Linked DNA regions of Mus musculus: all the other regions are linked to region 1. A link is a contact called in public HiChIP or PLAC-seq, Micro-C and promoter capture Hi-C data. All regions are on one chromosome and are shown on one strand. Each heading gives the region's core, a stretch centred on a gene start, on an enhancer-like site or on the middle of the called end of the contact. The rest is flanking DNA. Distances are from core to core; before and after follow the strand shown.

Region 1 (3,707 bases), core at 891-3,390:
CGGGACCGCTGCAGCGCGCAGTCTCCCCGCGCCGCGCGGGCGGAGGAGAACCCGGGGGCGCAAAGCCTCTAGAGCACAGGAATGGGTAGCCTGGAGGGAGAGGAGGTGGGGGTGGCAGAGATGGGGGCTCACGGGCGGCGGGAATCCCTCCTTCCCTAAGAGCTAGAGGAGATCCGGGGGAGTCTGGGCCCTTCCCACCCAATGTTCTCCTCCAAACTGAGGGGAGGGAAGAGGGAGTGAGGTTGTCATCCACCCCCATCACAATGCGCAGCTAGGGAGTTCCTCCCACGCGTCCCCCGGCCCCGCATGGACCTCCCACGGCGTGAGGCCCGGGGATCCTCTCTTCCTTCTTGTCAACACTCCCACTCCCCCTGAGAGATGCAAGTTCCCCCAACCCCGACTCTCCAGCGGGGGCCGCGGGATTCACCGCGCCCACGCGGCCACTGAGGAGGGAATCCTCCCCCGCCAACCCGGTGTGATTCGGGGTCGCGCCTCCGTGCTCCCTCCCTCTCCTCCCCCTCGCTCTCAGCCAGGCTGCGCGCTTCAGGAGCAGGCCTCGGGGAACACATCACCCACCCCCGGGATCCGCTGTCGAGGTGACAGCACCCTGGGTCGGCACAGGGGGCCGCCCTTGACTGCAAGGCACCCTCAGGCAGCAATGAGGACAACCCTGCGGGAGACAGAGAGTAGAGACTGGAGGAGACCGCCTTGGTGGCTTAGAATCTGTGGGTTTCACATCTTCCCGCAGTAACTCAGCCGCAAGCCCTTCGCCGGCTGCAGTAGATAGCGACTGTGCCCCGGCCTGCTGGGCCCTCCTGCCATCCTGTGGCCAAAGGGGTTTGCTTTAGAACCGTTAGGGAATTTATCTGGGAATTATTTGGTGCACGTGTTTTCTATCCCCTAAACTTCACTCTTTCCTAATCTCCACAACAACAACAACAACAACAAAACCCTCATACCCTCGCCCCTAAAAGTTCTTGCCCACTGCGCAACTAGCTAATCCGCTACACATTCCCGGGCCACTGCGCTCAACTGAGAGTCAGCGCGGGGTCAGGAACCCCAAGGGAGGGGCCGGGGCTGCGGGCGGTGAATCAGAATGATGTCCGCACGAAAGTTCTAAGTGTCCAAGAATAAGAAGCCTTAGGACATTAGAACCCCTTCCCCAAAGGAAAATACTTCATCTCTCCATCTGAATCCAGTCAAGGATAAGAAGGAAAGACAGAAGTTGTGTGGGGGAGCCTGGCTTGAAGCGGTCACCTCTCCCATTCCTAGACTGCTAAGGAACCTGTGTCCTGGTGTACTGAACTCTTTCTAAATGCTGGGAGTGCTGGAGACCAATTGCAAACAACTCCACTCCTCCAACGACTAAATTCTGTCTCTAATGCTGTCCTCAAATAAAAACCTACATGTTTAGTTACAGGGTTTTTCAACTGTGCACTGCGCATCGCGCGCTTTGCATTCGGCTTCGTCCCTCTTTCTTTTTTCTCTTCTCGCTTTCCTTCTTTCTAATCTAATTGACTTTTTTTTTTTTTTTTTTTTTTTTTTTAAAGAACGGAGAGCGGTGCGGGCGCTGCACGTTGGCTGCGGCCCGCTTCCTGCTTTCTAATGTTCCATTGTGAGGAGCTTCCATTGTGACGTCGCGCCCCTTCGGCTGGGCTTTGTCTGTCCATATATGGGCAGCTACGTCACGGAGCTTTCCCGGGGCTCAGATAAATAGACTGGTGGAGTTCCCTGGCTGGGAGCTTTTGGGCAGCAGTGAGCTAGCTAGGAAGCGGCGGGGCTGGTTGGTGGTGATAGCAGCGGCGGCGGCAGCAGCAGCAGAGGAGGTGGCGGCGGCAGCGGCGGCGGCGGCTGTGGCAGATCGGGGGGCGGGGGGGGTCGGCGGGCTCGTGTCTGTGAGATCAATACTGAAGCCGCGTCTGACCCCCTGGAGCCTAGATCACCCCCCCAGCCCAGCCCCCATCCCACTCCTCGCACACGCCCCACCCCACCCCCACGACCCAGCGTCGCACCGCACCAGCCGAGGCACCCGAGAGGATTACCCTCTTTGCCCCTCTCCCATCCACCCCTCCAAAAAAGAATAGATCCCCTCCCCTGACCCACCCCTTCCCCTTTTCACTCCCCCCTCCCTCCGAACTTTCCCTCTCGCATGCTTTTCCCCTGCACCACGGATCGCCTCTCGGATGCCGCTCGCCTGGAAGCTGCGTTAGGAACAGGCGGCGGCGGCGGTGGCGGCGGCGGCGGTGGCGGCGGTAGCTCGGGAGTGCTATGACCGGCAAACTCGCCGAGAAGCTGCCGGTGACCATGAGCAGTTTGCTAAATCAATTGCCTGACAATCTGTACCCCGAGGAGATCCCCAGCGCGCTCAACCTCTTCTCCGGCAGCAGCGACTCGGTAGCCCATTACAATCAGATGGCTACAGGTAAGGGTGGCGGTGAGGCGGCGAGGCAGCGAGGAAGGAAAGGGGGAGGACGAGGAGGAGGGAGCGAGCTAGCGATGGATGCACATATCGATGGATGCAGAAATGGATGGATGGAGAGACGGATGGAAAGATGGGGGGCGCGCTGGGAATTTTCTGGGGGGCGAGTTGCTTTTCCCACCCACTCCTCCCGCCCTCCGAGATCGGGAAGGCTTGGTTGGAGACGCCACGGTTGAGGCTTCGGTTCTCCCGGGTGGGGGCAGCCGCCGACTGGAGGGAGGTAGGTGCGAGCAGCTCTGGGGTTCTCCCTCCCCACGCAGGGGGCCCGATCGCTGGGCTGCGTGCAAGGCGTGGTGCTGTAGCCCCCTTTCTCGGGAGGAGCCCAGCGTCTTTTTCACCCGCGCTCTCCCCCCTCCTTACTCCCTCAGCCTCCCACCCGGGATGGAGCCATGTGCGGCGTGGAGTCCCCACGGTGGGAGAGGTACTGCGACGCTGCCTTTCCGGGGCGTTCAGCAAAGCCATTGGGGGTGTGGGGACGGTGGGGAGAGGGAGGGGGCTCACCCACGGGGCGGGGGAAAGGGTTTGCCACCGGGGGCGATCCTGGGACCCGGGAGCTTGGGAACGGCGGCCGCTCCCGCCGTGGAGACATGGGCTGGTTTTCCGCCGCTCTCCACTCTCCTTAGCTGGGTTTAGGCTTTTCCCCTCCAGCCCGAGCAGAAAGCTCCTTCAGGCCGGGAGGAGACTGGGGCCGGGAGAGGCTCCCTTTACGGGCGGCACCCTTCTGCGCTCCGAGGACAAAAGCGTCGAAGCTCTTTGGGTCGGCCACCCGGGCTCAGCGCGCGTAGGGGGACCTCGCTTGGGGCATGAAGGCGCGGCGTCTTGGAGTAGACAGGGCCGGGGGAAGAGGCCGAGTTGTGTGTGCTGGAGAGCGAGAGCCGGGCGCGCTCCGGGTCTGAAACTACCTGTAGCTGCAGCTACCTGTCCGCCCCACCTCGGGAAGAACAACAATGCTCTCTTGCGCGCGTGCGTGTCTGTGTGTGGTACGTGAGTGTGTGCGCGGCGTGTGCGGTGTGTGTGCCGGAGCCACTCCACACCCCGATCCGTAGTATTTTGCTGTATCCAGGTTGCGCCGGGGAGCGCGGCACCGCCCGCTTTGCGCCGGGCTCGGCGTTCCTCTTACCCCACGCGCTGCGCACTCCAGCCGGCCGCACCCTCTACTCCTGGGCAAGGACCTGGGCGCCGCGGCCGGGAGCCGGCTCGGCTTCACTCACCCCTCCCCTCTCTCCCC
Region 2 (3,707 bases), core at 717-3,216, 910 kb before region 1:
GCAAGCAGAAGCGTCAGGCTTTATAGTTTTATGGGAAAGCAGGGAGCCAGCCAGCGGCTGATCTGCTGCTGGCTGATCGGCTGATCCGAGCTCTTGTCCCCAGCTCTCCAAAATCCCAAGTATTCCGCGCAGACTGTCAGAGGCTGTGCCTGAGTAAACATCAAAGAAGACTAGGTCCCCTTCTCCCGCACCTCTGAGAGGAGGGGAGGGTCCAATAGCACAGTTTTCCAAAGTCTAGAAGTCTTAATGAGCGTTAAAATACTTCATCAATATTTCCTCTCCATATGTATACCAAGGATATATGGAAGGGGGTGAAGGCATAAAGCTTCTGCAAAGATAAAGCCTTATTAATGATAATGAAAAAAATCAATATTAGCTAAATTTATGAACTCATCCTGTTAAGGTCCATCTGTAATGTAGGACATTTTAATTCTTACTTTGAATCATACTCCGAAAAACTAATGAATATATATGTAAATTTAAGCACATGTAAAACTAAACAAGAAAGTTATTTCTGAGTGGAAGTTTTCAAAATTGTGTGCTATCTAGACCTGGGAGAGGGTTCAGAGACTAAAGATGCTTGAACGGGATTCCTAGGATGCACTAACACCCTCAAGTGGTCCACTGATCTCCACTTCCATGTTTGCAGCCCCTTTCCAAGAAATAAATTTCTTAAGTTTTTGTGTTTTCTGACTGGAAAGGGGTGGGTGAGTTCCTTTCATGGAGAGTTCAGGAAATAACATCTAGGTCTCTTGTGTAACTGTAAATTTTCGTGAGAAGATTTAAAAAACATTTTATCTGAAAATCCCTTAAATCTCATAGTGAGTTTTTTCTCTTTTAAGCGATCTTAAAAAAAAAAAATCTTCCCATCCTGTTTTGGGAATGTAACACCAAAACCCGGTTTGTTGATCTCCTTCGCATGAGCTCCAGCAGCGGAGAATTCTTGTTTACACGTTGTTTTACTTATTATCCCTCCAGTGGACACTTCTACCCTCCTGAAAACGAGATGTTCGTCCTTTGTCTCTGCACGATCATATCTGCTCACACTCTCCGTGTTCCTAACCATTCGCACACCATGGAGACACCTTATACTATGCCCAAGCTGTGTCCCAGTTCTGAAGATTTAAGACTGGGTAAAATTCCCCACTTACACACGCTTGTACAGGCTTTAAGGCAAGAGAAAGGGGAAGAATCCCGGGGAAGAGATGAAATGAACTTATCTCTACTCTTCTGGGGCAAGAGCTTACCTTGTTTCCCAACCAATCCAGAAATACTTAAAGATGACCAGAGCTCCCCCAACTCAATTTGCCTTCCCTGTCAAGTGACAAGACCCTGGCGCTGCTGGACTCAAAAAGAATTGCTCCTCAGGCTGTATTGGTCATTAGTATCCCGAGAAGAAACCCAGCTTTACACCAGTTGAGAACCACGGGCTTGTCATATCTTGGGGACTCCCCAGCTTTCTATCCTCAGATTTTCCTTTTCCTCGAAGGGGTTAACTGGGAAAAACAGATGGGTTGCTTGCCCTAAAATAGCCCCACAAGTGCCATCCAGGTAATCCAGGTAGCAGGTTCTAGCAGGCTCCCCTCAGACCGGACCCCTCGGGAGCTCTCTGTTGTACACTGTTGAGAAATCTCAGTAGGAACCAAACCTCCCAAAAGGATGTGGAGGGACTGAGGACCAACAGAACGGCCCAAATTACCAGTTTTTGGGTAAGAAGGCTCAGGGTTAGCACGTGGTTTCTGTGGGAACCAATGGAGGACAGCGATCTTATCACCCGGTCCTGGTGCCCCAGTCAAGGGAAGGCGCGGTCCAGGACCTAGTGTGCATCCCAGAATCGATTAGGACTGCCACTACAGAAGAGGAAGTTGGGGGTGCGACACCTGGCTGTGGTCCAGAACTTGCCAGCTCCGCCCCTCGGCTACGAGATGCTGTCGAGTCCTGTGGCCTCCACCCCTTTCTCGGTAGCTGACATTCTCAGGCTGGAGTGCCAACAGAAGGATTCCAAGACCCTGTCACAATGGGAGTTGCATAGGAACCCAGTAAAGCCTCGGTACCTAAGAATGAACCAGGAATCCGGATGGTTTGAGAGCAGCGACAGGGCACAAGCAGTCCCTTTTCGGTGCACCTGGGAGACAGTCCTGGAGATGGGCTCGAATCCTGTGGGGGAGCCACGTAAGTAAGCGCTCTTTCCTACAGGTGTTATTGAGGGAGTGGGTCGTCAATGAGGGAGAAAGTGCATATTTTGGGGTCCCATCCTACCGCCCCTCATTTTAGGAGTTCAAAGGGCAACCTCTCTGTTTCTAGTCCTTGAATTTTGGGATGTTTCTTCCCACAGTCGCCCCTCTAATAACCACAAAGAGGGGATGGAGCCAGGTTATGAGAGCTCCCCTCCCCCTACCTCATCACCACTGCCCTTACCTGACTAACCTGAACCTTCCTGGATGAACCATCCTGGAGCATGTTGATTTATCTGGACATGCGCGCGCGCGCGCGCGTGTGTGTGTGTGTGTGTGTGTGTGTGTGTGTGTGTGTGTGTGTGTGTTGCTTTCCGAGTGAACCTGGGGGTGCTTAAGAATAGGGAACCTTAGTTGGAGATGACCCCCTCAGAATCGTGGATCTTGGTCCAAAAATGCATGGGCAAGCAGTCCAGGGACCCATCCTTAGCTTGTGGAAAGAGAAGGGGCAAACAAGGAATTTGTAATCTGGCTACTTCTATAATAATCCAGGTGGTGTTTATAGGCAGGGAAGGCCTGCTACTGGAAAGAAAGAAATGGACTGTCTTCTCACCCAGCCTCCGGGCCCTTCTGAGTATTCCCACCAGACTGAGGTGGGGAAGGAAATAGTTTGGCACAACCAGCCTACCCTACCAAGCCAGACCACAGATAATCAAGGCCACAGTCTAGCCTAGTAATAGGTAATCTTCGGGGTTATCCTCTGACGTGAGGCTGTTTATCACTGGCCCCCCAAAAGAGAACATTAAATTTTCTTCCGTTCAAAAAGAAATGTATGGTTTTTTTGTAGTGGACACTAAATATTCAGTTCCCTGGGCATGGGTCTGTTAACTTAGAGTTGCTTTTAGCTTTGCTAGAAAAGGTTGTTTCTCTCCCAACTGCTCCAGCCCCAGCCCACCCAGAGGTCCTTTAACTGGAAACTCATGGCGACCTGTCCTCTACCACTGTGACAGCCACCCAGGTCCCACCCCAGCCTGGCTGAGGGCTTTTGGTCAGGGAAATGGGTCATCTGATAAACTTCACCAAAAAGACAAGGGACCTGCCTTCCCATCTGAATCTGCCCTTTCCTCAAAGCAGGGCTCAGGGCTCTCTAATTGTTCTAAGAGGGCATAGGGTGCTAACACCTTTTTATCTGTTTGTCTACTGGGTTTGGGTTTTGTGATTTAACCTTTAATGTGTCCATTGTTGTGAGAGAAAGTAAAGAATCAATTTTTGTTGTGTAAAAATGAAATTCAAGGAAGCCAGATGACACTCCTTATTCAGTCCCCTCTGTCCTACGGAAGCTATGTTCTATCGAACCCAGGGCTCTCATTAATAAACTGAGTTTATTTTCAGTATTCCACTTGAATGATCTGTTTGAGATAAATTTCATAATTTTGGAGATCCCACAGTTAAAGTTTCTATTATCGGTTTTGCTTTTGGATTTACCTGTGTGGGGGCTCTTGTTCTGATGGGGGCTTGGAACCTATTACTAGC
Region 3 (3,707 bases), core at 794-3,293, 890 kb before region 1:
TTCAGTCAGCCAAGAAACATGGGGATACACCAGTACTCAGTTTGCTTTCTCCCCCTTGAAATGAAACTACCCATTTAAGGCAGATGCCTGCCCCCGCCTGCCCCAGTGAACCTTCTCTGGAAACACTCACAGGCACACCCACAGGTAAGCCTCACTAATCCTCTGACCAAGTTAGTTATCCAAAGGAACTACCCATCACCCGTGGTCTGGCATAGCCACTGCACCACTGGGTAGAGAAAGGAGACTTGCATTAAATCTGTTATTCCCACCAAGAACCAGCCACAGACTGGTTAAGTAAAATGATGTTTGCTTTAGTTTATGAGTCTAGAGCTTCAAGTCCAAAATTAGGGGGCCTAATGGGGGGTGCAGTGCAACATGAGAGGAGCACAGGCTGGTGGGAAAATCCATACACCAGGGCCAGGAGAGGGGGGAAAATTGGGGCGCTACAATCTCTATGTCCTCAACAATTTGAGGACCTCTCATTAGGCTTCAGCCCTTATAGGTCCAAAACTTCTCCAAACTACCTCAGCAGGGAACGGCATTTATGTGTGGGCCTTGGAGGAAGACTCCCCACACACACTATATGCATACATACATACATACATACATACATACATACATACTACAATGAGGGACATTGGAGTTGCTATTTTTGCAATTCCCAATGAACCTGTAACTATATCAAAAATGTATATTTAAATTTTAAAGGAAAATAAGTCCAGGTAACATGCAGAAGAGAGCTTTTCTGAAGGCCTTCCGGTTATCCATCCCAGTTTCCCTCCGAAGTTGCTGTATTCTCAAGGGCCTGCCCCCCTTTCTTTCTCCCCAGAAATACAAGGTTCCCTGCAGAGCAGATTCCAGTTGAGTCCTGGTGCCTTAGACCACAACAGACTCTAATTGCATCCATTAATTAAAAAAAAAAAATCAGCGTAGGCTTTCCTCGGTTTCCACCAAATGTTGTATTCTAGCACATTCCTTTGATCAGATAGATCGTATTTAGCAATCCAAAGCATTGTTCTGAACCATGTGATATTTAAGTGACAGACATGGGGAGCCTGGGCTAGAGTGTTCATTTCTTTTATTAGTTTGGTTTGTGCATGTGTGCTGTCAGTTGTTTAGTTGTTAGTTAGTTAGTTAGTTAGTTAGTTAGTTAGTTTAAGACCGGGCCTCATTATGTAGACCTGGCTGTCCAAGAAATCCCTATATAGACCAGGCTGGCCTCAAACTCACAGAAATCCACCTACTTCTGCCCCTCTTCACTGGGATTAAAGAAATGTCACCCACACACAGCTTGAGTGTTTATTTATCTTTTCTTTCTTTCTTTCCTTCTCTCTCTCTCTCTCTCTCTCTCTCTCTCTCTCTCTCTCTCTCTCTCTCTCTCTTTCTTTCGTTCTTTCAACAGGGTTTCTCTGTGTAGCCCTGGCTGTCCTGGAACTCACTCTGTAGACCAGGCTGACTCAGAAATCCACCTGCCTCTGCCTCCCAAGTGCTGGGATTAAAGGCATGCGCCACCACTGCCCAGCGAGTGTTTATTTCTTAAGAATACTCTTTCCTGGTGTTACACTACCTGGTCAACTCAGTAAACGAGACACTGTCATACTACTTGGACCTTCCCTAATAGACTTCTGCTGGTTGTCTAGATGTGTCCAGCTGGGAGTCCAGCGTGGGACCATAATGAGCATGATTGTCAGACCTAGGATCAACTTAGACTCGGTAGATCTGGCTTTGTTATCAGTCTCTCTTACTATCTGAACACAATTAGGGTAGGTGGAAGCGACCTGCCTGCTCAGTTCTGATTCCAGTAAGAATTTGGCGTTTGTGGCTTCTCTGGCAAAGGGCTTGAGAGGGAAACCAGGAAAGGTTAAGGGCTCATCAGGGAAGGGCTCTGGAGCCTAATCCGCCCAGGACTCGCCCCTTGAGGGTCACCTGGAGCCCGCGGCAGCCAATCGGGGAGCAGCCGTGTCCCCGCGGCCAATGGGCAGGCGGCGCGGCGCTCAGCATGGCTATAAGTGCGCGCGGCCCGGTGATAGCAAAAGCGGCGCGCAGCGGAGGAGGGATGCTTAGGGTAGCGGAGCCCCGAGAGCCACGGGTGGAGGCGGGTGGCCGCAGTCCTTGGGCAGCGCCACCCACGCAGTCCAAGCGGCTCACCTCCTTCCTCATCCAGGACATCCTGCGGGACCGCGCGGAGCGGCACGGGGGACACTCAGGCAATCCGCAGCACTCGCCGGACCCTAGGAGGGACTCCGCTCCAGAGCCCGACAAAGCAGGGGGTCGCGGCGTGGCTCCGGAGGACCCACCAAGTATCCGGCATAGCCCCGCGGAGACACCGACTGAACCCGAGTCTGGTAAGCGGAGTAGACCAAGCGAGCACCATGCACAGGAAAGGACCGCTCTTGGGCTAATGGCCCCGAGCTCTGGATGCAGGAATCCTGAGGTTGGGGGTGGGGGCATGGCCACAGAAAGGACCTCGCTGTCCGCCCCACCGAGCCACCTTGAGCATCAACCCTGAGAGCAACTAATAACTTTGCCATCGACTTGACTCTTTTCCAGCGGCTGCAGACATTTACCACTGGCTACTAGAACTAACGATAACCATTAATATTCATAAATCAAGCCCACTCTTAAGTTCCCTTCGTCTCCATTCCACGAGCCATAAAATTATGGATGTTCTTTTAAGTCTTTAGAAATAGAATCGCGTCCAATTTTATCCTCCGGCCCCAACCACTTTTCATGCTGGTGACTAAGCCACAGTTACAGGAAGAGGACTAGGGCAGGAGATGAACTGGTTACCATCCCAGGCCACCTGGCTCATCTCCACAAATCTCAGTCACCCACTTCAATGTCCCTACGATGCCTCCGTCTTCCCTGTTGGCACCTTACCCACCTCTCTTTGCAACACACATCCAGGATCCACATTTCACTGATGTAAAACAACAAGGCAGAAAGATCAACTGTAAACCGCTAAGACCTGAATGTAGTTCACACTGATTATTAGAAACAAATACATAGTATAAAAAAAGCCTGCTCACTTCTTCAGGGTAGTTTCTTAGTCTTGCAAACAAAGTGAAAGTATCCAGATGACAGTGGGCTTTTTGTTCACTAGCAGAAAACAAAAAGGTGGTTTGAATTCTGAGCTAACATGTAACTTTTCCTCTCTCCTTCTGTTCTTCTCCAGATGCACATTTTGAGACTTATCTTTTGGACTGTGAACATAATCCAGGGGACTTAGCAAGTGCCCCCCAGGTCACCAAGCAGCCACAGAAGCGCTCCCGGGCCGCCTTCTCTCACACTCAGGTGATTGAGTTGGAGAGGAAGTTCAGCCATCAGAAGTACCTGTCTGCCCCTGAGAGGGCTCACCTGGCCAAGAACCTCAAACTCACCGAAACCCAAGTCAAAATATGGTTCCAGAACAGACGCTATAAGACCAAGCGAAAGCAGCTGTCGGAAGACCTGGGAGTCTTGGAGAAGAACTCACCATTGTCTTTGCCAGCCCTGAAAGATGACAGCCTGCCCAGTACCTCCTTGGTCTCCGTGTATACTAGCTATCCCTACTACCCCTACCTGTACTGTCTGGGCAGCTGGCATCCATCTTTCTGGTAGCAACAGTTCTGCTGATAACTGCATATATCAGAAACTGTCTTCCCTGGGGGTCTCTGGGAAAAAGCCACAGTGGCTGATGTCAAGGAGTCGGAAGCAAGAAATGTACA
Region 4 (3,707 bases), core at 546-3,045, 810 kb after region 1:
TTTTTGGGTGTAGGGTCTAGGATCGTTGTCTCCCAATGGCCAGATGAAACGCCTGTTCTGTGCCTTCCCGCCTAAATCCACAAGATGGAAGTTGCTCCCTCTAGCTTTCCCACTAGCAGCTAAGGCTGCTGGTTTTGTGAGTGACCCCCTCTCTTCACACTAAACACACTACCACTTCCTTTATTCCACCGCCTTAATATTTAACAATGTATTTTAGAAGACACTCCCAAATAAGCTTGAGATGGTGACAGCTTTTTTTTTTTTTTTTTTTTTTTTTTTGGCAACGTGGAAAGTTGACGAAGCATCGCCTAAACCTGGCTCCGGGAGTCGCATGCAAGACATAGGAGTGCGAAATGCCAGGGCAGCCGAAGGTGTGTCAGAGAAAAGCGTGGAACTAGGGTGCCGGGTGTGCGTGGGCTGTATGATCCCGAGGGCGCTGAGACATGTGTACTGCCTGTCTGCCGCCCTGCCACCTCGGTCAGCAACCTCACTTCGCCTTCAACCCTTCTCCAGCCAGACGCTTCTTTTTTCGGGGCTTCTGGGCTTTTATTGTAAATTCTATGACTAAATTACGCCGGTGAGCTGGGGCCAAAGACAGATGGATAAATTGTCCCCCTTCCCGGCTTGGGGAGGAGTCTCCATCCGGAAGGGTCTCCACCCTCAGCTTCGGGAACCGGGAGTGGCCTTAGTTCCCCGACTAGCTCTAGGGAGTCCAGGAGATCTCTGTGTGCGGGGAGGGGGTGTGAAGCAGAGGCCTGAGTGTCCCTTGTTTTGGGGCTCCCCAGTAGGGTGGGGTGTCAACCCGGGCTGGATTTTTCCCGCGCAGTTCTGGCTGGTTCACTGGCCTTGGAGGAGGAAGTTGGGACCCCTAGACAATCTTCTCTCTGGTCCAGGGGAGGAGAGACCAACTGGGGAAGAGGTGTCTGGAATGGCTGCAGAGCTGGTGTGTGTGCCTGTGTGTTGGGGAGCGCGCGCGGGGTGGGGTGGCAAGCGAGTCACTAGTGTGCGGTAAAAGTTCTTGAGCTCTGCATGCAGAACACACGAATAGGAGCGCGGGGTTAGACCCAGGGAGATAGGGTTGGCCTACAAGGGCGTCTTTGGGTTCCCTAGTGCTTTTGGGAAGACTCTCAGAACGGCTCCCCACAAGGAATACATCAGCTTGCAGAGTGGTGCTCTCTTTTTCAGACCTGGACCACCACGCCTGGGTTTTTCTACTGCCCTGCCCCCATGCCTCTAGGATGGCTCCAGCACCCGGGCCTCAGTGTCTCCCTAACCTCGTTCAGGCTTCCGAAACCTCATGGCTCTGGGGGTCCAGTGCAGGGGCAGGAGCACTTGGAGAACGCAAGCCTTCACCTAGCCAGGATGAGACATTGCATGGAGAGGAGGGGGCGGGAGGCTTCGTTGGTTTGAGCGTGGACACTGGCCGGGGGATCTAGTCGGTTTTCCGGCCAAGGCAGCAGGCTGGTCCCAAGGGCGGGCAGTTGAGCCGAGGGAGCCAGCGGTGGAGCTCACCCCTAGGCCAGTGTTCCTGGGCGCCAGCGCCACTCCGGTGTAGCTTCCATCACCGCCGAGTCGCTACCACTGCTGCTGCAGAGTGTAGCTGCTCCGCCGCGCTCCCGCGCGCTGCGCCGCCAGCCGCCAGGGAGCCGGGGCGCTGAGCCCCGAGCAGAGGAGAGGGGCGAGGCGCGAGAGCCTAGGCGAGGAAGCCGCGAAGGGGGAGGGAGGGAGCAGGCGGGCGGAGGGAGGAGCAGGGAGAGAGGGAGTAGGGAGGGGAAGAGAGAGAGAGAGGGAGAGTGAGGGAGAGCGGAGATCGAGAGCAAAGAGCGAGAGCGAGGGAGAGGAGAGGAGAGGAGAGGAGAGGGAGAGAGGAAGGGAGGAAAGACACACGCAAGCACAGGCACACCGGCACTGGAATTCCATTAGAAAAAGTGAGCCGAAGCAAGGGATAGCGGGAGAAGATTTTTTTTTTTTTATTTTGAATCTTTTTCTTCGTCTTGGTGCCAAAGAAGCGACTCTGGTCTCCCGTCCTAGAAGCTCTACTGGATTGCTCCCATCCGTCGGTGGATTTCTTTCCTATTTGCATTTATTCTGACCCCCCTCCCTCGCTGCTTTCTTCCAGTCCTTCACTTTCAGATCGCCTCGCCCCCACCTCTCCAGTCCCCTCCTGGGAAGTGCAGGGGAATTGGACCCACGGGGACTCGCGCCTTCCCGGCCGCGAGAGCGAAGGGCTGGGCTGACCTCAGGACCAGGCTGTTGGCTTAGAAGGCAGCCAGACACATAGCTACGTGTGTTTGATTTCAGTGGCAAGGGGGGGACGTCGAGAGGCAGCCCACCGCCCGCCTCCCACCCCTCCCCCTCCAGCCAGCAGCGAGAATCCCTGGACTCGGGATCTTCAACCGGCGGCCGCCTGGCGGGATCTCCGCATTGGATTTGGGGGTCGTTATCATTGCTTGGCTGTTATTATTACCGTTGTTATTTTATTTTTATTTTTTAAACCTAAGGGAGAAAGACACATACACACAAAACTGTGGGATTTATTTAACATGATCTTGGCAAACGCCTTCTGCCTCTTCTTCTTTTTAGGTGAGTACCTGCAGGTGGCGAGTCTGGGGGTCACAAGGGGCTGCGCGCGTTCAGTCGCCCACTGGAAGCTGGGCATGCGGGGGTGGGCTTGGGGGCTGCAAGCAGGGCGCCGTGGGAGACACCGGGAGATCGCGCCAGGCTGGGAGCCCGGGCCTGGGGCTCCGGGGAGCCGAACTGCCTGGGAGGCTCTAGAGGAGGGAGCTGTGCAGCGGCTAGCTGGTTGCGCGGAGGACCGAGAAGGAGACTTCCAACATTCAAACCATCTCCGCACGCACTCCCGTGCCGCGCGCGCGCACACACCCCGACACACACTCTTACTTGCAGGCCGTGATAGCGCTCATTTCCCTCAAAATAATGGGTTCAATTTGCAACAACTTAGGAAGGAAAAAAATGCAACTGTTGGTGTGAATGAAAGGAAGGATGGGGAGAGGCTGGCGGGACGCTATCAAGCCTGCCCCTCCTTTCTGGAAGGCTCTCAGAGTCAGTGGGTTTCGGCAGGAGGTCTTGGTTTGGACGTTTGCGGGGAGTCCTTGTAGTCACCTCCTACTTGCCAATCAGTCTCAGGAACGCACCCTATCTCTCCACTCTCTGTAGCACTTTGCAAGTTTCTCCCTACCCACGGCCTCCCTTTCCAAGCCAGATGGGTAGGTGGAGCTCAGGCTTGCAAATGGGTGTTCAAGGCCTTCAAGAGCAACAACCCAGGGGCCTAGGGCATGTGACACGGGAAAGAGGAGGCCAAAGTTTGCTCCTTGGAAAGAAGATGGTGCGGGGGAATGCAGGAAAAGGGAGAAAACAGATCTTAACAAAGACCACTTACTGCTCACCCCATAAGCCCCCTCCCTCTGTGACAGGGAGGAGCGGCTGCCCAGTGGTTCTGAGCTCCAGCAGGCGCCTCCCCACCTCCCCTTATACTTTGTAAAATCTCAGCTGCTTGGGAAGCAAGGTCTAGGAATAGTTTACAGGTAAAGAAAAGATGCTTTCAAAGCTAAAGGCTATGTGTGGACCCAGGGTTCCCAGGCAAGGTTACTGGTAGGGAATTCTGGAAAATGTGTGTGTTTGTGTGTGTGTGTGTGTGTGTGTGTGTGTGTGTGACATCTGCTTTTAGTCCAGGTGCTGTTCTGCTT
Region 5 (3,707 bases), core at 618-3,117, 700 kb after region 1:
TGTCTCTGTGTGTGCATGTCTGTCTGTTCTCCAAGTAGTTCACTTTTTTTTTCCTAAAAAATTCTCTGGATAGCTCATTCATTTATTTCCTGAAGAGCACAGGTCCAGTCTTTTATTTTACATATTACTCCAGTCATTTACTCCAGGTTTCCCTTTCAATTATCTCGTAGGATAATCAAGTATACATCCCATGACCCCAGACCTTTGATTCTTAGGAGACAGCAAACATACATTTTTTTTTCTTAATATTGCAAAAGAATTCAGAGGTCTAGACAGACCTTTGTTAAGAACAGACAATAAGAGAGTTAGGTGAGACACTGCCCTGACCACACCTGGGCCTAACCTCCCTCTGTCCTAGGCTGACCTGGAGCTCAGGAATCTGCCTGATAAGCTGACTCATAGTGTGGCTGCCTTTATTCCTTTAGATTCATGAATTCATTCCTTGTAATTCATATCGCATCCCTATATTTTGCATAGTTGAGAAACTATATATATATATATACTGAACTCATGTATTTAGAGTTCTTTCCCATAGCCTCAAGGGCTGTCCTGAAAGTCTCAGCATTTACCATTTTTCTGGAGACATAGCCACCTCACCTTTGCCTCCAGGCCTCACTTTCGCTTCCTGGACTCACGCTGTCTCTGATTAGCATGGAGTCATTAACATTGAAACAGAGGACATTCCTCAGAGTGAAAATATGCACTACACAAACAAGTCTCCCTCTCACAGCAGCCATTGACACTTGTGGAGGCTCACACCAGGGGCTACATGTCGCTCTGTCTCCACCAGTGCTACACCAGGCTTGGCACGCATAGAAGAATTGGAAGTTCTGAAGTTCCCACAGTTTAAGGTAAGTCCCACTTGAACCCAAGTGAGGAAGGAAGCCAACAGCTGAGTTAGACTTGGGGAGGAAATCTTTTTCTAGAGAGAATGTTCTTATTTCTAGATTCACCACAGACTTGTGTATTGTATGTTGTTCTTATTGCTAGATTCACCACAGACTTGTGTATTGTATGTGTTTTTGGCAGGCAGGAAATACTTTCATACAATGGGACTGGTGCGTGTTGTGTGTGTGTGCGTGCACACACACACACACACACACACATGTTTTATCTATCTGTAATTTACCCAGTATATGGCTCATCTTTGCTTGAGCTGGGAGACTTGGGTTCTGGGTGTTAGCCTTATAGGCCCTTCAGACCATCTCTATCTCCTTTTCTTTTTTTTTCTTTTCTTTTCTTTACTTTTCTTTTCTTTTCTTTTTTTCTCTCTTTCTTTCTCTCTTTCTTTCTTTTTTCTTTCTTTCAAGATTTATTTACTTATTTTATGCATATGAGTACGTGTACATTGCTCCGTTCAGGAACATCAGAAGAGGTCATCAGACCCCATTACAGAGCCACCATGTGGTTGCTGGGATTTGAACTCAGGACCTCTGGAGGAGCAGTCAGTGCTCTTAACCGCTGAGCCACCTCTCCAGCCCCAGTTTTCTCTTTTCAATGAGTAGGTTATGGTGATTGATTCCAAAGGGCTTTTCCAGCCCTGACACACTCAGCATCCTGCCTGAATGTAGAGCCCTCACCCCGGACTTTCTTGAACAACTTGATTTTGGGGTCTCTTTGTTCTTATGGCTCAGTCCTTCACACCAGCTTCTGCAGAAGTGTGAAATTTGGCTTTTTTTGGAAATTGCATGTTACTCACTGGAAATGCAGGAAGGAAGCTTGCTCGTGAAGTGCACTTAAAAAAAAAAAAAGGCGCACACAGAGCAAGAAACCACAGGGCCTATCAGCCTGTCGTCATCAAGCAGACTAGAATAGTGTAGAAAAACTCTAGTCAGAGAGGAAATGAACTAGAGAGAAGGGGGAACAGGCCCAGAAGAGAGAAGAGAGAGGGCAGAGGCAATGGCAGTGGGGAGCTGAAGCTGCGATGGTCAGGATGGAGGAGCCAGCTGTGAAGCAGGGCTTCCTGCATCTTCAGCAGCAGCAGACCTTTGGCAAGGTAAGAGTAAGGCTGGGCTCTCGCTGGGCGGAGCAGCTTGGGGGAGGGCCCTGTTACTATCCCGGGTAGAAGGGTGTCTTAATATCCCTGACCCTTATGAGACCATGTGCTCCACCAGTTTAGACAAGAACACTACTTGGGGAAGATGTCTGCCTTCTCAACGTGCCTTGCCTTCTAAACCAGGCTCTGGATCGCTCTTTGCTGAGGGCTGTTTGTCCTTGCTTGTGGGGGAGGAAGCAGATTCTGACATTATCTCTCTCTCTTTTTGTTCCCTTGCTCAGTATTGAATTTGGGGGTACCTTGGGCGGGTACGGAAGGAAGAGTTGGGGGCCAGTCAGTTTGGGATGACAGCAGAGGTCCCTCTCACCTTTGACTGCTACTGAGCTGTGGCCCCAGGGTGTTCCAACCTCTTCCTTCCCTAGCCTCTTTGAAGGGGAAGCTCTTCTGCCTCCTGCTGTTACCCAGCTGTGCTTACCCCAACACCCACCTCACCCTGTCTAGGTCTCTGTTTCTTTGTTTGTCTCTCATGGTCCAACTCCTTAATCAGTGAGACAAAAAAGGAGAGGAGGTGGGAAATTTTGGAGCCAGAACCTTCCTATGAAATGAAGACTTGTCCCTGGTCTAGGCTACTCTCCCCTCACTGTTCATCTCTGGGCTCAGTGACTTTTGTTCCCACTACCTGGCTGATGGGCCTGTCATCTTCCTGGACTCTGCATCCATTGGACATTTACTGTGGCCTTTGGCTAGCCTGCGGATCTTGGTCAGCTCTGTCATTCCATGGTCTCTGTTGTCTTCTCGGGCCTCTCTGACTGGCTGTGATGTTTGCCATTCTCCCCATCCTGTGTGGCTGCCCCAGCCCCTCTACCTCTCCCACAGTTCCTCTTCTCCCCTTTCATGACCATCTCTCCATCTCCGATGGTTCCCACTTGGCCTCTACGTGGCATACCTGGGCTCAGAAGTGGCGCCGGTTCGCAGCCGTGTTATATGGAGAGTCTGGCTGTGCCCTAGCCAGACTAGAGCTCCAGGATGTCCCCGAGAAGACACGGCGAGGAGAGGCCACTCGGAAGGTTGTCCGCCTCAGTGACTGCTTACGGGTAGCAGAGGTAGGCAGTGAGGCCAGCAGCCCCCGGGACACCAGTGCCTTCATCCTGGAGACCAAGGAGCGCCTGTACCTACTGGCAGCCCCCTCGGCAGAGCGCAGTGACTGGATACAGGCCATCTGCCTGTTGGCTTTCCCGGTGAGGGGTACAAAGTGGCCCAGGGGAGGGCGGCCACCAGGGGAGGGCGATGTTACTTAGATACTTCCTGTGGACAGGTGGTAGAAGAACCAAAACTCTTTTTTAGGGGAGTTCTTCCTTAAGGGAGCCCAGTTTGAAGTGCACCCAGAACCAGCTGGCTGGGTGTGCACTGAAAGCGAATGTCAGAGAGCCTTGGGGTGGGTTCTGGTGCTAAGACCCGGGACCTGCCTCCTCAGGGACAGAGGAAAGGGTCACCAGGACTGGAGGAAAAGAGCGGCAGTCCCTGCATGGAGGAGAACGAGTTGTATAGCAGCTCCACCACAGGTGAGAGTTGGGGCTGAGGGGCCTATGGTGCGGGAGGGAGGAGGCATGGGCTGGCTTGTGGTCTTCCTGCCTTGTGGTTACCCTGGGCCCAGCTTATCAGCGTCTCTTCCTGGCTTCTTGGTGTGGCTCAAGGTCGTTGGAACCCGGCC
Region 6 (3,707 bases), core at 692-3,191, 550 kb after region 1:
CTTTGGACTATGCATTCCTCATACCAACTCTGAATGACACCTGTCCCATTGAACAAGATCAGGCAGCTTCAGGAGTAGATAACGGAGTCCGTCTGTTCCAGGACCTGCCTACCCACTCTCAGTGACAAGAGTGCTCCTTTCCCTTTGACCCCCCCTCCTGCCTCCCTCCCCTGCAAACATGCCTGAGCTCATTAGAGTTTTCTTAGGTTCCCCTCTTGACCGAGTTAGTGGCCATTTCTGTGCTCTTTCCTCAGAAGAGGTAAGTTTCTCTTTTCTAGCTAGGTCCCTCCACTGCTCAGGCTTGCTTTGTCCAAACACGTTCCTTATAGATCTGAGTCCTGAGGTATATATAGCTGGATCGGCAGATCTGGGGAGGAGAGGAAACTCCCACCCTAAATCCAGATTCTAGAATTCAGGAGAGGTCCCCATTCCACTCTCCCCACACGTGAGCTCTGAAAGAATTCTGCAGACATTGCCCACCAGTGGGTAGACAGATGCTCTCCTAGCCTCAGAAAGACCAACTAGCTGTATGGAGACAAGACTCCCAGGAGCATACATGCAGAAGACAGAAGAGCTCTGCCCAACACATGGCTGCTGACAGAACTGCACATGGGTGCACACAGGGACTCTGCCGCCCTCCTTGCCAGAGCACTCGCCCACTCTCCCTGCCAGACCCCCACACAATGACACATGGTGCTAAGGACACCTACTTGCACCCACCCACTGATCCTCCCCTTGGCACCCGTCATCTGTGCTCACAGCTCCCTGGCATGGCCTGCTGAACCCATCCCTGTTCTGAGCACGTGAACCCCAATACTCCCAGTGCCCTCACCTGACCCATCCCCACATCCCTCCACTCCCACTGCACCGTTGCCTTGCTTGTCTTAGACCTACAGCCTGGCAACCAGTCTTCTGGGAGGAGACGCACAGGTGTGCCTGCCCAGCAAAGGAGTATGGCGTGTCTGGTGCCGAGAAAGGAATCCCTTAGGACCCCCGGGGCTCTCCAGGTTTATTCAGCACCCAGTCTCTCTCAGTACACTAGCTGCTCGCAGGCAGAGAGCCAGGCTAAGCTCTGCAGTCACACCCTGCTACACAGCCTCATTCTTCGACGAATCCCTACCCTAACCAGGCTAACCTCAGCTAGGAGGGGCTCCAGAGTGGGCTGGAAACCAGCGGCTTTGGCCCCCTCAATGGACCCCTGCCACTCCAGAGGGCACCTGGCCTGGCGGGAGGGAGGCTGCCAAAGATGTCTTGCATCATTCAGCAAAAAGCTAACAGCTCCCTCCACAGACTGTGCCCCATGCTCCCACCCCTTGAAATTCTGGCCACAGAAGCTTGGGGGGGGGGGTGTCCATGAAAGGGAATGCTGGGGCCCATATGGACTCTTTGCACGGCAACAGCCTAGATCCTTCCTCCCAAATAAAAAGGGAGTTTGATCGGGTCAAACCCAGCTGAGCACCTTGTCTGGCCACCTAGGCCTATTCTCCCACTGACCATTTTCCAAAGCTGACCCTGTCCTAGCATCTCTGATATCACCCAAAACCATGGCCAGATCCAGAGGTACAGCCCAAAATACCTACGTAAAGAAAGAGAGGCAAAAGACCCTGTCACCTACCTCCTCCCAGACAGTGGGGCCCAGGCTCTCTGAAGCCCCAGGAAGCAAAAGGCTAGGCCCTGGTCGACTGGGTGGCCGCGTTTTCTCAGGAATCTAGGTAAGAGGCAGCTTCTCCAGGAACCCAGCCGCGCTTTACGAAGCACAAATAACAGGAAGAAAGCCGGCTTAGGGTGGGTGGGTGGGGTGGGAGCTGGCGAAGGAGGGGAGCTGGTCTCAGCTCAGCGGTCTGATCTCCCTCCTGAACCCCCACCCGCTTCACCAGTCCCCTGCTGCTCTGCAAGCCACCGGCTTGGGTTCCCGGAGCTGGGGAGTCCGAGTCTGGTGTCTGGTGGGCGGGCAGGACGAGGAGCGGTCTCTGGGCGGGCGGGCCCCGGGCCCCTCCCCACCAACAACTGATAGTGGCGGGCCCCAGGGTGTGTGAGTGTGTGCGTTTGGGCGTGTTGCTGGTCCAGTTCATCTCAGCTGCTGCTGCTGCAGCTGATCCATTTCAAACAAGGGGCTCATTCGCTGGCATCATGACGAAGCAGAATCGGCTGCGCTGCGTTTTCCCCCTTTCCCATATCCCGGCTCTGCAATATCCACACTCAGAGCCTCTCCAGCAGAGTTCAAGTTAGCGGCTGTTACTGATAACTGAGGGGAGCTATGCCCACCCGGCTCTCCAAGAACCTGCAATTCAAACCCCATTCATAATGCTCCACCATCTTCCAGAAGCAGATGAGAGGCTCTGTGGGGGATCCCCCCACCTCTGGGACAGGGAACAGCAGGGGCACCCGAATTGGCCATCCAAACATTAACCCTCTCTGAGGAGGACAGATAGAAGGATGGAAGGAACCAGGTCATAAATACATCAGATTCAGATTGGATTTTCTGTAAACTTGATCCCCTGGGGATCGTAGTAGGGGCCAGGGAGAGAATGAAGGACCGATTTTTCCCAGGAAAGCTGTTTTTGCAAAAGGAAGCTTTCTATCAGATGGCATCCATATTCCAAAGAGACATGCCTTCTCTCTGTGGCAAAACTTCAACCATTCCAGGCCTCCAATGTTGGCTTTGGGGTGCATCTAGAAAGCCTAGCCCTCTAACCCCTATTAGCACTAACTGGCCTCTTCCCCACCTCCATGTCGGCTGCAGACTTGCCTACCTAGGCAGCCTTGCCGTTGCCCTGGTAACCACTGCCCACAGCCGGTCAGCTGATGATAGCAGCAGCTATTGGGGCAAAGCTAGGATCTGGAGAGGGGGCTCTGGGGTTTCTGAATGGAAAAAAAAATCTCAGGGGGAGGGGCTTGAAGGAGACAGGTAAGACTATGGCCTCAGCATCCGACCGACCGACCGACCGACCGACCGTCTTCAAAGAAAAGAGGACTGGAGGAGACAGGAAGGGAGGGGTGTATCTGGAGTAGCAGAGGACAGGGACGACTGTAACCTGAAGGTGGCTTGGGCAGAAGGAGAAATGACAGAAGGCAGGTAGCTGAGTGGCCGTGAAAGGGGGAAGGAGGACCGGGAATCCAGGCTTAGCTGCTGGGATGCAGCCACTGTGGGCCCTGTGGAAGGGGCAGACAAACAGAAACAAAACCAAACAAACAAAACCCCACCTGGGCTAGGGGAGGGACATCCAGTCCCAAGGAGATCTGCGTGGGGTATACCTTTAATGTGTAGGAAGGGGACACAGCCTTGGAGGAGGAGCTACCAGTCCTTCTCCATAGCTAGCCCTGTCCTCAGCCTAGCCTCTCACTGTCCCTTCAACCCCACCCTTGCCGGCCAGCCTGCCCGCCCCAGTCTGGGTCTGAAAGAGTGGTGGGGAGGGAGGCCTACTCCTAAGCATTCCCCATCCCTCTGGAAGACCAAGGACCCAGGGATCTGACACTCGGCAGGCCCTTCAGATTCCTGACTCTGCTCCTGCCTAGTTTCCTCATCCCTTGATTAGCAGTCCCTTCCAGACCCCACTCCAGGAGACATGTTTTCCAGTATAAGGGTCTCCAGAGGTATGCTGGGAACGAGATGATGTCAGAAAGGAGAGCTGTAGACAGGAGTGTAGAATGAGGTGGGTTAAGAGCCCTGGGTAGGAGTCAAAGATCCAGGAGGGGCGTCCCTGCCT
Region 7 (3,707 bases), core at 777-3,276, 520 kb after region 1:
CTGGGGCAGATGAGAGCAGGGCAGAGCTCTCCACCTGCAGCTGCTACTAGCTACCAGACCAAAAAAACTACCAGGCAAGTTCCTCTAAACAATAGCAATATTTTTTAGAAAGAGACACAAGGATCTCTACTGTTGGGTCCGGAAGGGGCAGAAAGCCGTACTCTGAGTGGTTCATATTCCACTTGGATGTTCCAACCTGAGGGAAGACCAAACTCCCCAGACAGTGGATGGAGCTGAAAAGAGATTCCTATGTGGCATAAAGCACACTTTCTGAACATGGTCTGTATGTTGCACACTGCAGGTAACCTGCCTAAAAATATGTCCCTCCGCTCTCTTCATCTGCAGCCCCTGGTGCTTCAGCTTTCTGTACTCAGAGTGTAAGCATCAAGGACGCTTAGGGCTGTCCCCACTGCCAACCCTCCTTGACAATTGAGCTGTGTCCAGAAGGATGAATTAGTGTATCAGATTGCTTTCTAAGATGACACTTGTTTTTATTTGGGACAGGAAGGAGAAGAAAAGGTGAAAAGGTCATTTTGGAAACTCCCTCTTGGGGGTACCCTAGGCCCTGTTCCTCACAGCAGAGCTGGACAGTGGGGGGAGGGGAGGTTACAGAAGTGCCTCCCTCTCCTTTAACCAGTTCTCCTAAGGCTGAGCCAATTGATATGAACAATAGCAGCCTAGCATGGTGATTTCATCCCAGCACTCGGGAGGCAGAGGCGGGTGGATCTCTGAGTTCGAGGCCAGCCTGGTCTACAGAGGGAGTTAAAGAATACAGGGCTACATAGAGACAACCTGTCTCAAACAAACAAACACCAAACACCAAAAACAATGAAGGTTCTGACTGGGGGGGGGGGGGGGGCGTCAGACCTAAGATTGTTTCTCAGGACACAATTTGATAGACTAAACCCATCAATTAGACAGTGTTCTTATACAATGAGAAAAAAATAATTAACTTTTCAAATAGCTTCTTGCAAGGCTGCTGAATGAAGTGACCAGGGACATGCACTTCCAGAAAAAAGGGGCCTAAACACAAACTGAGAGAGAGAGAGAGAGAGAGAGAGAGAGAGAGGAGAGAGAGGAGAGAGAGAAGGTAAAAGAGAGAGCGCAAGCAAGCTAGCTTTGCATGGAAACAACTCTTCCATTCAAAGCCCCTCCGGCAGGCTGAAGTCCCTAACTCAAGGTCAGCTGGCTCAGTGGCTTGAGATAAGCCTGCAGAGGGCTACTTCCGGGTTCTCGCGACCACCCACCCCTGCAAAGGTCTCTATCACCTTCTTCCTGGGACTTATGTCACTCAGGGCTGCAACTCCCATGCTAAGAGGGAACTCAGTGCGGGAACCCCTGCTCCCAGTAGTTGTCTGGCAGCTAAGAGAGGAAGGGGAAGGCTGTTGTCAATCCCAGGTGAGGAGGAATGGAGGAACGTCAGGAACGAGAAAGGAAGGCTGCCGGGCGGAGGAGGAGGCGTGGGGGCAGATCTGGGAGAAAGGGCTGGTGACAAGGGAACCTTTGGGGAGAGAAGAGTTACAAAGCTAGCGGAAGCTCTCGAGGCACAGGGAACGTTAAAGAAGCCGAGCGGAGCGCAGGCTCGGGGGACCGAGTCGCAGGTCAGGGAGTGGGACACAGGAAGCACAACAGGAAGCAGTGCGGAGGCCGGATCGAGGGATCGGGACTCAGGATCAAGGGAGCATGGCTCAGGATCACGAGAGTCGGGCTTAGGATCAGAAGAGCGAGGCGCAAGATCGAGGGAGCCGGTCGGTCTGGAGAGAACCCCGGAGCTAGGCGCTCCTGGCGGCCGCGACGCGGGACTGTACCCGAAGACGAAGCCCGGAAGCGGCGTCGGGGCCAGGGGAGGGGCCCTGCCCAAGGGGCCCGCACCTCACCCGCCCGCCCCCCTGCCCGCGCCCGCCCCTCCGGTCCGACCAGGGCCCGGCCTCACCGCCCCCACGGCCTCCTGCAGCAGTGCCCCGAGCCGGCTCAGCATGATGGCGGCCCGGCCCGGCTCGCGGCCCGGCTCCCGGTGGCGGCGCAGCGGTGGCGGAGGAGGCGGCCCAACGGGCGGGAGGCGGGACCCGGCTCTGAAACCCCGCCCCTGCCGGAGGGCTCGGGGGCGCTCTAAGCCCAGGGCTGGGCAGGTCCTGATGGAGGGCGGTGGGGAGCACCCTGGGAGCTGATGACCTAAGATTCCTTTGAGTAACACCCAGAGACTTCTAATTCCTCGTGCACCCTCACAATCCTACCAACACAGTAGCCCTGGACACACACGGCTCTGGAGTGTTTAAAATGACCTGGCCCTGACAAGCTGTGTCAAGGACACTCCAGAAGGCAAAGACATAGTGGGAAGAATTGACGACATGTTTAAATGTAATGGATTAGGAATATTGGAATAGGTTATGGCTAATATTAATTTCACCCTGTTGTTCAGTACTTTTATAAAAAAAAAAAAAAAGGTCGTTATTGGAAAAGATGTCCTCTAAGGTTTGCTGTTTGATTAGGAATTGATCCGAAGAGTCCCAGCAAAATCTGTCTCATGTCCCCCGCTCTGGAGGGAAAGAAAGCAATTGGGGTACACCTGCAATCAATCCCAGCACTCAGTAGTATCAACAATTCAAGGAGGTAGTGAGATCCCGTACCAAACACATACACACACACACACACTGACACACACACTCCGAACACAAAGATACATGCATACATACACACACACATACCACTCACACAATTACAACACACTGACACCACACACACATACACACACACACCACTGAGAGAGAGAGAGAGAGAGAGAGGTTGAAGACACGAACTGTTTAAAACAAAAACCAAAGCAAACAATAAAAAACAAGGGCTGCATGAGGCTCTTGGTTCAATCCTCAGTATCAGATAAGTAAATAGATAGATGGATAAATAATACATAAATTATATAAAAATTATGTAAATGTATATAGGTATTTACATAAATTATAAATGATTAAATTACTTACATCTATCTTAAATATCCAGGATATCCTAAAACTCACCATTATTTTTGTTCCAAGGCTGGAGATTATAGGCTTGTGTTACCATACCTGGGCTGCACTATAAATTCCAGGCCAGTCTTAGAAACATAGTGAGACATTAAAAACAAGAGTTGGGCCGGGCATGGTGGCACACGCCTTTAATCCCAGCACCCGGGAGGCAGAGGCAGGCGGATTTCTGAGTTCAAGGCCAGCCTGGTCTACAAAGTGAGTTCCAGGACAGCCAGGGCTATACAGAGAAACCCTGTCTCGAAAAAACAAAAACAAAAAACAAAAAAACAAAAAAACATGTAAATTGCACTTGATGTCACATGCCTTTGATCCCAGCACTCAGGGAGTAGAAGCAGGCAGATCTCTACTAGTTCAAGGCCAGCCTGGTCTACAGAGCAAATTCTAGGACACAGAAACCATGTCTTGAAAATGAAAAAGGAAAAGGAAACAGAGTTGACACATTGTTTTTTTTTTAATTATCAGATATTTTTGTTGTTCATTGATTTCATGACTGTAAAGTCAACTCTTGTTTTCTTTTTTCAAGACAGGGTCTCATATGGACCAGGATAGACTCAAACTTACTGTGTAGCTGAGGTTGACCTTGGACTCCCAATCTTCCTTTCCTTAGTGTTGGGATCTGGCATATGCCTGGTGTGTCCACTGCTAACAAGAGAGCCCAGGGCTCATGCATGCTAAGCAAGCGCTCTG

Evidence for each region. Promoter capture Hi-C pulls out the DNA fragments that hold promoters and counts their contacts. Hi-C and Micro-C count contacts between places; a contact is called where the count stands out from the background. HiChIP or PLAC-seq counts read pairs in DNA pulled down with a chosen protein or histone mark.
Region 2: a contact with region 1 is called in an H3K4me3 HiChIP or PLAC-seq map of embryonic stem cells, with 17 read pairs. The contact joins the promoter of 1700092C10Rik here to the promoter of Egr3 in region 1. A contact is called at or near these places in 4 of 39 promoter capture datasets (cranial neural crest, embryonic stem cells, maxillary cranial neural crest and 1 more), 9 of 484 Hi-C or Micro-C datasets (embryonic stem cells and epiblasts), 5 of 115 datasets of contacts at active chromatin or transcription factors (all in embryonic stem cells) and 1 of 9 other capture datasets (embryonic stem cells).
Region 3: a contact with region 1 is called in a promoter capture Hi-C map of cranial neural crest. The contact joins the promoter of Nkx3-1 here to the promoter of Egr3 in region 1. A contact is called at or near these places in 2 of 39 promoter capture datasets (cranial neural crest and frontonasal cranial neural crest).
Region 4: a Micro-C map of embryonic stem cells shows a contact between it and region 1, with 9 times the contacts expected there. The contact joins the promoter of Gfra2 here to the promoter of Egr3 in region 1. A contact is called at or near these places in 15 of 484 Hi-C or Micro-C datasets (all in embryonic stem cells) and 4 of 115 datasets of contacts at active chromatin or transcription factors (all in embryonic stem cells).
Region 5: a contact with region 1 is called in a Micro-C map of embryonic stem cells, with 2.7 times the contacts expected there. The contact joins the promoter of Dok2 here to the promoter of Egr3 in region 1. A contact is called at or near these places in 2 of 484 Hi-C or Micro-C datasets (both in embryonic stem cells).
Region 6: a Micro-C map of embryonic stem cells shows a contact between it and region 1, with 4 times the contacts expected there. The contact joins the promoter of Dmtn here to the promoter of Egr3 in region 1. A contact is called at or near these places in 1 of 39 promoter capture datasets (cranial neural crest), 6 of 484 Hi-C or Micro-C datasets (cortical neurons and embryonic stem cells) and 2 of 9 other capture datasets (embryonic tail and pancreatic islet).
Region 7: a contact with region 1 is called in a Micro-C map of embryonic stem cells, with 4 times the contacts expected there. The contact joins the promoter of Fam160b2 here to the promoter of Egr3 in region 1. A contact is called at or near these places in 1 of 484 Hi-C or Micro-C datasets (embryonic stem cells) and 1 of 115 datasets of contacts at active chromatin or transcription factors (bone marrow-derived macrophages).

The regions. Positions count from the first base shown.
Region 1 is chr14:70,075,177-70,078,883 of GRCm38.p6, forward strand. It overlaps Egr3 (early growth response 3), which reads left to right and starts at 2,141. Exons shown (of 2, transcript NM_018781.4): 1 at 2,141-2,422. The coding sequence starts at 2,269.
Region 2 is chr14:69,169,877-69,173,583 of GRCm38.p6, forward strand. 1700092C10Rik (RIKEN cDNA 1700092C10 gene) reads right to left here and starts at 1,967. Exons shown (of 3, transcript NR_045931.1): 1 at 1,700-1,967. Nkx2-6 (NK2 homeobox 6) reads left to right here and starts at 1,926. Exons shown (of 2, transcript NM_010920.2): 1 at 1,926-2,172. The coding sequence starts at 1,926.
Region 3 is chr14:69,188,649-69,192,355 of GRCm38.p6, forward strand. It overlaps Nkx3-1 (NK3 homeobox 1), which reads left to right and starts at 2,044. Exons shown (of 2, transcript NM_010921.3): 1 at 2,044-2,345; 2 at 3,176-3,707. The coding sequence starts at 2,057. The coding sequence ends at 3,600.
Region 4 is chr14:70,888,312-70,892,018 of GRCm38.p6, forward strand. Gfra2 (glial cell line derived neurotrophic factor family receptor alpha 2) reads left to right here and starts at 1,796. Exons shown (of 9, transcript NM_008115.3): 1 at 1,796-2,583. The coding sequence starts at 2,544.
Region 5 is chr14:70,772,514-70,776,220 of GRCm38.p6, forward strand. Dok2 (docking protein 2) reads left to right here and starts at 1,868. Exons shown (of 5, transcript NM_010071.2): 1 at 1,868-1,996; 2 at 2,953-3,234; 3 at 3,471-3,558. The coding sequence starts at 1,925.
Region 6 is chr14:70,625,124-70,628,830 of GRCm38.p6, forward strand. Dmtn (dematin actin binding protein) reads right to left here and starts at 1,942. Exons shown (of 16, transcript NM_001252662.1): 1 at 1,616-1,942.
Region 7 is chr14:70,597,809-70,601,515 of GRCm38.p6, forward strand. Fam160b2 (family with sequence similarity 160, member B2) reads right to left here and starts at 2,027. Exons shown (of 17, transcript NM_194345.1): 1 at 1,934-2,027. The coding sequence starts at 1,978.